Regions from separate parts of the Mus musculus genome. Here region 2 is linked to region 1. Evidence: chromatin contacts called from public Hi-C data. All regions are on one chromosome and are shown on one strand. Each heading gives the region's core, a stretch centred on a gene start, on an enhancer-like site or on the middle of the called end of the contact. The rest is flanking DNA. Distances are from core to core; before and after follow the strand shown. Region 1 holds the start of Pole2 (polymerase (DNA directed), epsilon 2 (p59 subunit)). Region 2 overlaps Arid4a (AT rich interactive domain 4A (RBP1-like)).

The links. Hi-C and Micro-C count contacts between places; a contact is called where the count stands out from the background.
Region 2: a Hi-C map of B cells shows a contact between it and region 1, with 5 read pairs. The contact joins the enhancer-like site here to the promoter of Pole2 in region 1. A contact is called at or near these places in 1 of 484 Hi-C or Micro-C datasets (B cells), 1 of 115 datasets of contacts at active chromatin or transcription factors (embryonic stem cells) and 1 of 9 other capture datasets (liver).

The regions. Positions count from the first base shown.
Region 1 is chr12:69,226,272-69,231,143 of GRCm38.p6, forward strand. It overlaps Pole2 (polymerase (DNA directed), epsilon 2 (p59 subunit)), which reads right to left and starts at 1,919. Exons shown (of 19, transcript NM_011133.2): 1 at 1,826-1,919; 2 at 67-167. The coding sequence starts at 1,893. It also overlaps a transcript of Klhdc1 not described here.
Region 2 is chr12:71,038,542-71,043,537 of GRCm38.p6, forward strand. It overlaps Arid4a (AT rich interactive domain 4A (RBP1-like)), which reads left to right. Exons shown (of 24, transcript NM_001081195.1): 8 at 1,298-1,430. Among named protein-coding and RNA genes, the nearest start is that of Arid4a, 25 kb to the left of the region's middle. Within about 2 kb of position 2,785, at least 74 of the 459 cell types and tissues checked have an H3K27ac peak or open chromatin away from gene starts, as enhancers often do. A contact at or near this core is called in B cells, embryonic stem cells and liver, where this site is marked.

The DNA.
Region 1 (4,872 bases), core at 669-3,168:
TTTTAAATGTAAATCAGAGGACACAAAGCTATAACAATTTAAGCATCATCAGGAAATGTTACTTACAGGGCTGCTTTTCAACTGCATCGATGATCTTTCCTAGGTTCTCCTCTAGCTCCAATTCAGTGACAGACTGGAGAGCTTCAGTCAGATACTTGGTGGCTTCACTAGTGACAGAAAGAAAAGATGAGACCAAGAATTTCTCGGGGGCGGAGGGTGGGGTAGGGGGAAACTTTTACTTAAATCTTATACAACTCAAGCTTTATAAAAAGCTAACATAACAGAAAACTCATATCTCCCTCTAAAACCTCAAGTAGCCCTCTAAAGTATCAAGGCTTGAAACAGTTCATTAAAAAAATAAGTGAACAGGTAAAATAACAACAAACCCCTGCAGCAGGTCTTGGTAAAACACCTTTTTAAAAAAAATCTAAATTGGGCTGGAGAGATGGCTCAGTGGCTAAGAGCACAGACTGCTCTTCTGAAGGTCCTGAGTTCAAATCCCAGCAACCACATGGTGGCTAACAGCCATCCGCAATGAGATCTGATGCCCTCTTCTGGTGTGTCTGAAGACAACTACAGTGTACTTAGATATAATAATAAATAAATCGTTTTTAAAAAAATCTAAATGAGATGGGTACACTGGACATGTGAGATGACCCTGTCCTGACTGGAGTGTATGAGACTCAAAGCCGAAACTCTGAGTTAAGTTTTTGTTTGATTTTCTAGACAGAGTTTCTCTGCATAGCCCTGGCTGTCCTGGAACTCACAGAGATTCACCTGCCTCTGCCTCCAGAGTGCTGGGATTAAAGTTGTGCTGGATAGCTGGCCCACAGTGAATGCAGGCATGAGTGCCATTGAGTCTCTAAATCAGAGGGTAATCTACTACACAGCACTAGATAACACACTGTCTTCCCACAGGAAAAGTCCCATGGCGTTTAATTCCACACACGGTGCTTTGAGGCTAAAAGACTTGAGTGTATATCTCAATGAATCAATTAATGAGCTTCCAACAGCTTTATAATAGTACATTTTAAGGGAAAGGAAAGGAAAAGCTATTGCTCAATTAATCCTCTCTCCAAATGTCAGGAATTAACCAAATTAAATTCATCACTTTCTCCCTGGGTAGACCCAGGTTGACCCTTGGACACTCCTGGGCAAAACGTAAAGCTAAAAGGTTCATAAAGTTCACAGTTACGAAAACAAAACATTCACACTCTGACTCAGAAAGCTATACGGATCTCAGCAGGTACTTAAACGGAAAGTGTATTATAAAATGTAAATTGTAATATGAGATTTCTTGGATATGTTCATTTTTAAAGACTGAAAAGACACACTACAGCCAGGAAAACCTCCTTTGGGGGCAAATTGTAAACTAGGAAATCTAAAAAAGCCAAACTAAAAACACGTTTAAAATCTATCCAAATTTTACTTCTCCAGGCAATAATGAAAATTCCACACAGAGACGGGTTTGGAAGACTCATACTCTACAATATAAATCGCCAACAGACACGCATATGGATTCACCCATGTCTCTCCTTCTCTGACACGTCTCTCTGTAACTTCCAGAAGTAACACTGTAATGATTCCCATTCTGCAGAGGCGGGGACCTCCGTTGATCAGAAGCCAGCACGCCCCCAACTTCCCCGCTCAGTTCGGCGTCAGCGCGCAGCTCCGCCCAGCCTGGAAGTAACATTCGCACCCGGCGCCAGGATCGCGGAAACCCAGGTAGGCTCTGCAGCCTCAAATGCACCGGAGAGACATCGCCTCTTATGACAGAATGTTCTAGATAGGGCATTGCGGCGGGTCAGGTTACCTCGAGACTCACCTCCTGAGCAGCAAGCCCCGCAGCTTGAAAGCTGAGACCGTGCGGCTCCGCAGCCGCTCCGGCGCCATGTTCGCGATTTGGCGCCACCGCCGACGCCCCGCCCCCTCCTGGAATAGACACACCCCTTGTCCCGCCCTTATATTCTTGGGCTGGTGAAATGGATTTTTTTGGCCTTACTAACTGCAGGGCCTCTGGGAATCTCAGACCCTGCCTAGGGAGTGAAGTAGGAGTGGTCAGAGTGGGAACAAGCTTCCTTTATCCCAAAAGCATTTTCTGAACACTCAGCTTCCCGGACACTCAGCTACCCTCTTCTACTCTGACTCTACCCAAGCTTCCTGCACCCAGAGTCTTCCCTTCCAGGGCTATGAGAGTTGTAGAGCCGTTGTTTCCCGGTTCTACACATGCTCAGGAAATACTGTGTTTTCACCGTTTTCGATCACTCCCATCCGACCAGTTTTAGTTGAGGGCCTCTCCACGATCCGCTGTCATCATTTAGCAGTCCCACTTTTTTCATGACATACCTTCTTTTTTTTTTTTTTTACTGGTGGAGTAACAAACCCAAGATTATAAATGGTTGGTATGAGGTGAATTGCCAGTGCGGTGGAGCTGCTCTTGAATCGTTATTCTCAGTCCTACAAGTAGACTCAGTAGAGCACATCTTAAAATGTTCCCTCTTGCTGAGTGTGATGGCACATGCCTTTAATCCAAGAACTCAGAAGGCAGAGGCAGGGGGATCTCTGTAAACACCTGGGCAACTTGTTCTAGAGAATGAGTTCCAGACCAGTCAGTGAATCACAGTGAGACCTTATATAAAAATCCATCCATCCATCCATCACACACACACACACACAAACGCACACACACACATATACTTGTGCTGTTGAGATGAATAATCAATTGGCTGTTTATAAATAAGCATGCAACTTTACAGGACACAAGAAAGCTCTGGGCATAAGACCACAGATCTATAATCCCAGGCCTCAGAACGGGGAGGTGCAAGGATTCAGGAGGCAAAGGCCATCTTTGATGTCACAGCAAGTTCAAAGCAAGCCTAAGATACCTGAGGCTTAGTGGGAGTGGGAGAGGCAAATAAGCCAAAAACTTGAATGATTTCTACAACGGTATAAGCAATTATCTCTGGGGCGTATATTTAAGATCTTTCTGAAAAGGAAAACAGTAAAAAGAATGCATGTGTATATTTGCTTGATTTTGCATTTCAAAACTTTTGAAAAGTTAAACTAGACAACAAAGAGAGATCCCAGCTGTGGTGGTTTGAATAAAAATGTCTCCCGTAGGCTCTGGTGTGTAAACACTTGGTTCCCAGTTGGTGGCGCTGTTTGGAGAGATTCAGGTGGTGCAGTTGTGCTGGAGCAGCTGTGGTGGCTTGAATATGCTTAGCCCAGGAAGGGGCACTATTAGGAGGTGTGGCCTTGTTGGACTATAGGTATGGCCTTGTTGGAGGAAGTGTGTCACTGTGTGGGTGGGCAATGAGACCCTTTTAGCTCCCTGGAAGCCAGTCTTCTATTTGTTTTCAGAACAAGATGTAGAACCCTCAGCTCCTCCTGTCCCATGCCTGCTTGCACACTGCTATGCTCCTGCTTTGATGATAATGGACTGAACCTCTGAACCTGTAAGCCAGCTCCAATTAAATGTTGTCCTTACAAGAGTTGCCTAGGTCATGGTGTCTGTTCTCAGCGGTAAAACTCTAACTCAGACAGTAGGCTTTGAGATTGTATAGCATCACCCCACTTCCAGCTCTTTTTCTCTGCTTTGTGCTTGCATTTGAAGACAGGAGCTCTCAGCTTCCTGATTCTGCCATTTGTTGCCATGACTCCATAAGTAAAAGTGCTTGCCATGCAAGCCTGAGGACCTGAGTTCTAATCCCCAGAGCCTACATAATTCCAGATGTGGTGCTGAGAATCATCAATCCCAGCATTCCTATAGCCTAATAGAAGACAGAGACAGCAGGAATTTTGGAAGCTCATGGGCCAGCAACAGTGAAAAACTAAGAGACCCTGTCTGAACTGAATCGAGGTAGACGACAAGGAAAGACTCCAGTGTGTCCTCTGACCTCCACATGTATGCTGTACTGGCACATACAACACACATACACACACACACACACACACACACACACTTAAAAAGATTAAACTTAGCCGGGCGGTGGTATACACACCTTTAATTCCAGCACTCGGGAGGCAGAGGCAGGCGGATTTCTGAATTCGAGGCTAGCCTGGTCTACAAAGTGAGTTCCAGGACAGCCAAGGCTATACAGAGAAACCCTGTCTCAAAAAGCCAAAAAAAAAAAAAAAAGATTAAACTTGTCCTGGGTGGCGATTATGCCCCGCTCTCTCGGGGGTATAGTATATGCATTTCTCCACTGCAAGAGTATGTCCTGGGTGAGCATATTACTTGGACATACCCTGCACACCAGCATTGGAGAGCTGTACTGAGAGTGCAAACTGTAAAGGTGGTCCTAGGTGCTTAGGTGAGACAGGAGCCTGTAAAGCTGCCTATCTTGACCTGGTCTATGAACGTCAAACAGTACAGACTGCCCAGGGGCTACGATGAAATCACAGAACCCTTTAAACAGCTAGACGGGGTAAAGATCAAGATGGCTCCTGGAGAGTGAGAGTGGATTCTAGAGAATTGAGTAGAAGTGACCATTGTACCCCACATCGCTCTTTTGACATAGTAGTTGGTACGTGCTGGTATCTCTCTGTATTGCAGTTGACCTTGCTAATACCCTTTTCAGTAGTCCTTTAGCTTGTGGATCCCAAGGCCAATTGACATTCACTGGTATGAAGGATAGTTCACCTCCAGATATCTCCACCAAGGTTATCTATCACCTTAAGAACAGTAAAGACAGATAACCAAAGTGCAGAGATGTCATGGTGACCCAGAGCCTTGCTTTGTTATCGTGCCTATTTCCACTAAAAAGTTTTCATTATATAGATGAAGTGATGCAAAAAAAATCACTGTTTTACAGCTTTATAAAAGCACCTGAGAGGCTGAGTGGTGGCTCAGTTGATAAACTACCCACCACG
Region 2 (4,996 bases), core at 1,535-4,034, 1.8 Mb after region 1:
TCCCTTCTCCCCTCTGGGGTGCGGCTCCCCTCAAGCTGTCCTTCCTCCTTGTTTAATTACTCACTGGGGCTCCTCTTATATATCAGCACTGTTACAGCAAAACAATGACTTTGTAACTTTTCCCTCCAGCCTCATTTCTTACTTACATTTGGTTGTCATAGCTATAATAAAGTCTTCCTAGGCCAGCAAGGCAGTTTGCAGGTAACAGCACTTGTTACCAAGCCTGTCTATTTGAATTTGATTCCTGAATCTCCCATGGTAGAAGAAGAGAACCAAGTCATGCAAGTTGTCCTTTGACCTGTATGTATGTGCTTTGGCGCTTGTACGTACAGAAACAGACACACACACACACACACACTCTACAGGATCCTATTACTAGTTTATAACTGAGGACAATGGGATTGATAGTGTCTTGGCAGTTTGGACTAGTGTTGTGTGTGTTTTCCAGTGTGTAGCAAGTGCTTAGCACATTTATTTAATAAGTCATTAATGGTATTTGTACTCATAACATAGTATTATAGTCTTTAATAATTGTAACTTTCAAAAAGTTGAGTAGGCTGATATTTCAGTGCAGGACACTCACATAAGCAATTGTAGGTGTTAGAGCTAAAGATACGGAAATGTCGTCAGTGTGGAAAGTAAAGAGTCCTGTGGTAGCTCCTAGGCAACGGGTCTGTGAGAGGAAAAGGACCAAGTGCCTCAGATCATTAGTAGTTAACAGCCCTGCATAGTGCAGTGAATGGCAGATATCAGCATATTCAGGATGCTTCAAGAGCATGTCAGATTACTATTTACCATGATTTTAAAAGCGTACATTCTCATTTTTATTTAAAAAGCATAGACTCATAATTAATGCTTGTTATGGACACTTAGAAGTAAATGATTACCCCAGAGAAGATACCTGAATAAACCCACATATACTTTTTGGGAGCTATTTTCATACCCTACTAGAAAATTAAACTTGCATTATTTGCCCCCTGGCATTAAAAACCAGACAGGTAATGTGTTTCTAAAAGTGAATGAGGTGATACAGAGAAGTTAGGCTTCTCTGTCCTGGCAGAGGAACCGAAGCCCAGGTATTCACTGACCAGTGAAGCAAACTCAAGTGTTGCTTACTTAGGTGGTTCAGTTACTTGTGTGAGGCAGGAGACTGTCCATCTCCTCAGCCCCAGTAAGAATGGAGAGGCAGCCATAGGGGCCAGTGGACCATGCAGAAGTCACAGCACTCTGACATGCCTAGGTCTGGGACACTAGGATATGGACATTTGGATAATGACCAGGTTCTCCTGACTCTTAGCACTGAAGACGAAAAGGAAGAAGAAAGCAGCGAAGAGGAAGATGAAGATAAGAGGCGTCTCAATGACGAATTATTAGGAAAAGTTGTAAGTGTGGCCTCCACAGCAGAGAGCACTGGATGGTACCCTGCTTTGGTAAGTTTCATTGCAAAATTAGTCAGCTGTATTAGTTGTCGAGAATGGATTTTTTAAAATGTATGTAAAATATTTTGGAAGTATTATAAATCTAACGAAGATGTAATTGTAATTTAATATTAAGACAGGCCCACTCACATGGCCATTGTCTTTCTTTGGCTTTCCTTCTGTTATCTGTTTGTTGACCTTTCAGGTTTTCCCCTCAGATGTGTTCTTCATTCTGCCCTGTTTATCGCCTCACCGCTTCAGTTCCTGTAGGTCAAGTCCTCAATATTCTTTATGGCTGTTTTGTTTGTTTTACTGGATAGTCCAGGCTGGCCCGGAACTTACTGTGTGGCCCAGGCTGGCCTCAGATTCATAACAATCCTCCTGCTTCAGTCTCTTCAGGTGTAGGATCACGGTGTGAGCCACCACATCTGGCTTCTTAATTCTTTCTTTATTACATTCAGCTAATTATCTAGAACTAAGTTTTTAGGTAGAACCATTTAAAAATAATCGATTTATCTCACAGTAATCCCAACAACTTGGTCAGATGTGGTGCTTCAGGGCTGTAGTCTCAGCTTCTCTAGAGTCCAAAACAGGAAGTGTGCTTCAGCCCAGGAGGTGGAGACTAACTTGGTCTCAATAACAAAACAAGACACTGGGGGTGGGGCAGGGAACAAGCACACTGGTAAGAGCACTTGCCCTGCAAGCAGGAGAGCTTGGGGACTCCGGTGCCTATGTAAGGAGCCAGGCATAGCCTGGGGTTGAGTGCCCAGACAACAGAGTCAAAACCACGCTGTCCAGCCAGCCTAGCCAAAGAAGCAAGCTTCAGTTAAGCGAGAGACCTTGTCTCAGCGCAGTGCAGTGTCGGAGAGTGACAGAAGACATCTGTTCCCGTGTTTTGCATCCCTATGTGCATGAGCACATGCATCAATGTGTTCATATGCACCCACACATCTGTGTGCATGCACCACACACACATGCGATATACAAAACCTTGATCTTTCAGTTAATTAATCTAGTTTTACTGAGTCTGCTTCATCAACTAATTTCACTTTTTTTTTTTTTTTTTTTTTTTTGGTTTTTTGAGACAGGGTTTTTCTGTGTAGCCCTGGCTGTCCTGGAACTCACTCAGTAGACCAGGCTGGCCTCGAACTCGGAAATCTTTCTGCCTCTGCCTCCCAAGTGCTGGGATTACAGGCGTGCGCCACCACTGCCCCCCTTCAAATTCTTTTAATGAATATCTAAGACTCCTTCACCATAAGCTCCCTTCCACTTTCTTATTTTATTTTTTTATTTTTAAAGCATCTGAGTGCTCTATCTGCATGAATGTCTGTGTGCCAGAAGAGGGCATCGGATCCCATTACAGATGGTTGTGAGCCACCATGTGGTTGCTGTGGATTGAACTCAGGATCTCTGGATGAGCAGTCAGTGCTCTTAACCACTGAGCCATTTTTTCAGCCCCAGCTTTTTTTATTTTTAAGTTTTATTTATTATTTATATGTAGCTGTCTTCAGACACACCAGAAGAGGGCATCAGATCCCATTACAGATGGTTGTAAGCCATCTTGTGGTTGCTGGAATTTGAACTCGGGACCTCTGGAAGAGCTGCTGTCAGTGCTCTTAACCGCTGAGCCATGTATCCAGCCCAAGCCCCAGCTTTTTTATTTTGAGGCAGGGTTTTACATATTTCAGGCTGGCCTCCAATTTGCCAGTCCGCCTAGGATGACCTTGAACTTCACCTCCCAGACACCATTGGCCCAGGCATGCTAGGCAGGCACTCTTCCACCCAGCTACTTTCCTTACTACGCCTAAGCTAACTTCTTCAATTTGTGCGCCTTTACTCCACCCTGAGTTAATGAGTGTTACCTGAGGACAGGAGTGAGCTTGCTTTGCCTTGACTGTAAATTCCTCAGAAGACAGGCAAGTGTGGGCTTTTCATTGTGACTCCCAAGAACATGCGCTCTACACATAAAGCAGACTATGTTGGGAGTTATAGACTCATTCTTTAAACCCAGTGTAGCAGCGCACGCCTTTGATCCCAGTGCTCAGGAGGCAGAGGCAGATTTCTGAGTTTGAGGCCAGCCTGGACTACAGAATAAGTCCTAGGATAGCCAGGGCTACACAGAGAAACTCTGACTTGAAACCCCCTGTCTCCCCAAAAAAGTGGTAGTAATTTTTTAGTACTGGTACATAAAGTAAACTAAGGAAGTAATAGAAAGGAAGGATCTCCACCCTTAGATGTTTAACGCTGTAGAAATGGCGGTTTCATGGCACAGAAGAAGGGACAGATGGTCACAGAGGGTCTTTTATGAGAGGTCGGAGACTGCTTAGGTGTAGTTGTCTCACAAAAATCCTCTTTGACCGATGGTGAGAGAGAGGAGGGGGAGAATAGGATGCAACTGCAAATATCATTGACCCTTGAAGCAGAAGGGCCTTCCAAGGGTCACCTAAAACTCAGGGATAATTCTGCAGATAGTTCTGAAAAGGAATGGTATTTGTGCTGCATGTTTGGGAATATTCATAAGACTGTTTACAGAAATCAATATGGAGGCCATTAGAGTAGCTCCCAGGTGATGTGATGAGACTTGGACTTCTATTTATTTACATCTCAGGACTTGACTACCACACCTCTTCTAGCTGAGTAGGGCTAATTTTCCTGCCTTTGGCACTGTCCTGTGCCTGGTGTACCAATGGGTCATCCCCCTGTTGTGTTCTTTCTTGTATGTCTTAGATTTGCCCCTCTGTGTGAAGCACAGCGACTCTTACTAGTCTGACAGTTATTAGTACCTAGTACTCACAAGACCTGTATTTGTCTCTGAAGCCAAAGTGTGGCCATCCATGTCTGTGATCTTAACAATTAGGAGAGTAGTGTAAGTTCAGAGTCATCCTCCATTACCTACAAGGTTCTGGGCAGATGAGACCTGCCAAAAACCAAACAGTAATCAATAAGAGTATCTAAAAACCCAGTGCAGTGTGGTGTCGCACAACTTGAATCTTTGGAAACAGAGGCCAGCAGACCTCTGAGTTTGAGGCCAGCCAGGTTTACATAGTGAAACCTTGTCTCAAAAAATAAGTAAGTAAGTAAGTAAGTAAGTAAGTAAGTAAATAAATAAATAAATAAATAAATAAATAAAAATCTGGCTCTGTGGTATTGAACATGATAGTTATAAAGTGTATATTGTTATAATAATAAACTGAATGAATGAAACTTAGTTACAAAGAATGGAGTTGGGAGCCAGAGTGTGAGTGAGTGTCTGAGACACACTTTTGCCTACAACGTCCAGGACTCTGGGTTTGTTAAGGATTAAGAGTATCATGAGTAAGTCTGTCTCAGCAACTTTAGAAGTGTGCTACCCAGCTTGAGTTTTTAAAATACAAACCACGACTACAGTACTCAAAAATTACTCACTAAGCACACTGCTAAGGCATTTTTTACTTTCAAAGGCTAGATTAAAAGTTTTCTTTTCAATGACAAACTGAAAATTGTTCATGCCCTGTTAAAAAAGATCTTAGGTGGTTTCTAACCGCCAGATTTTAAAGCAGATGCGTACTGAGGTGTCTTAGATGAAGGTCTGGAGTGCT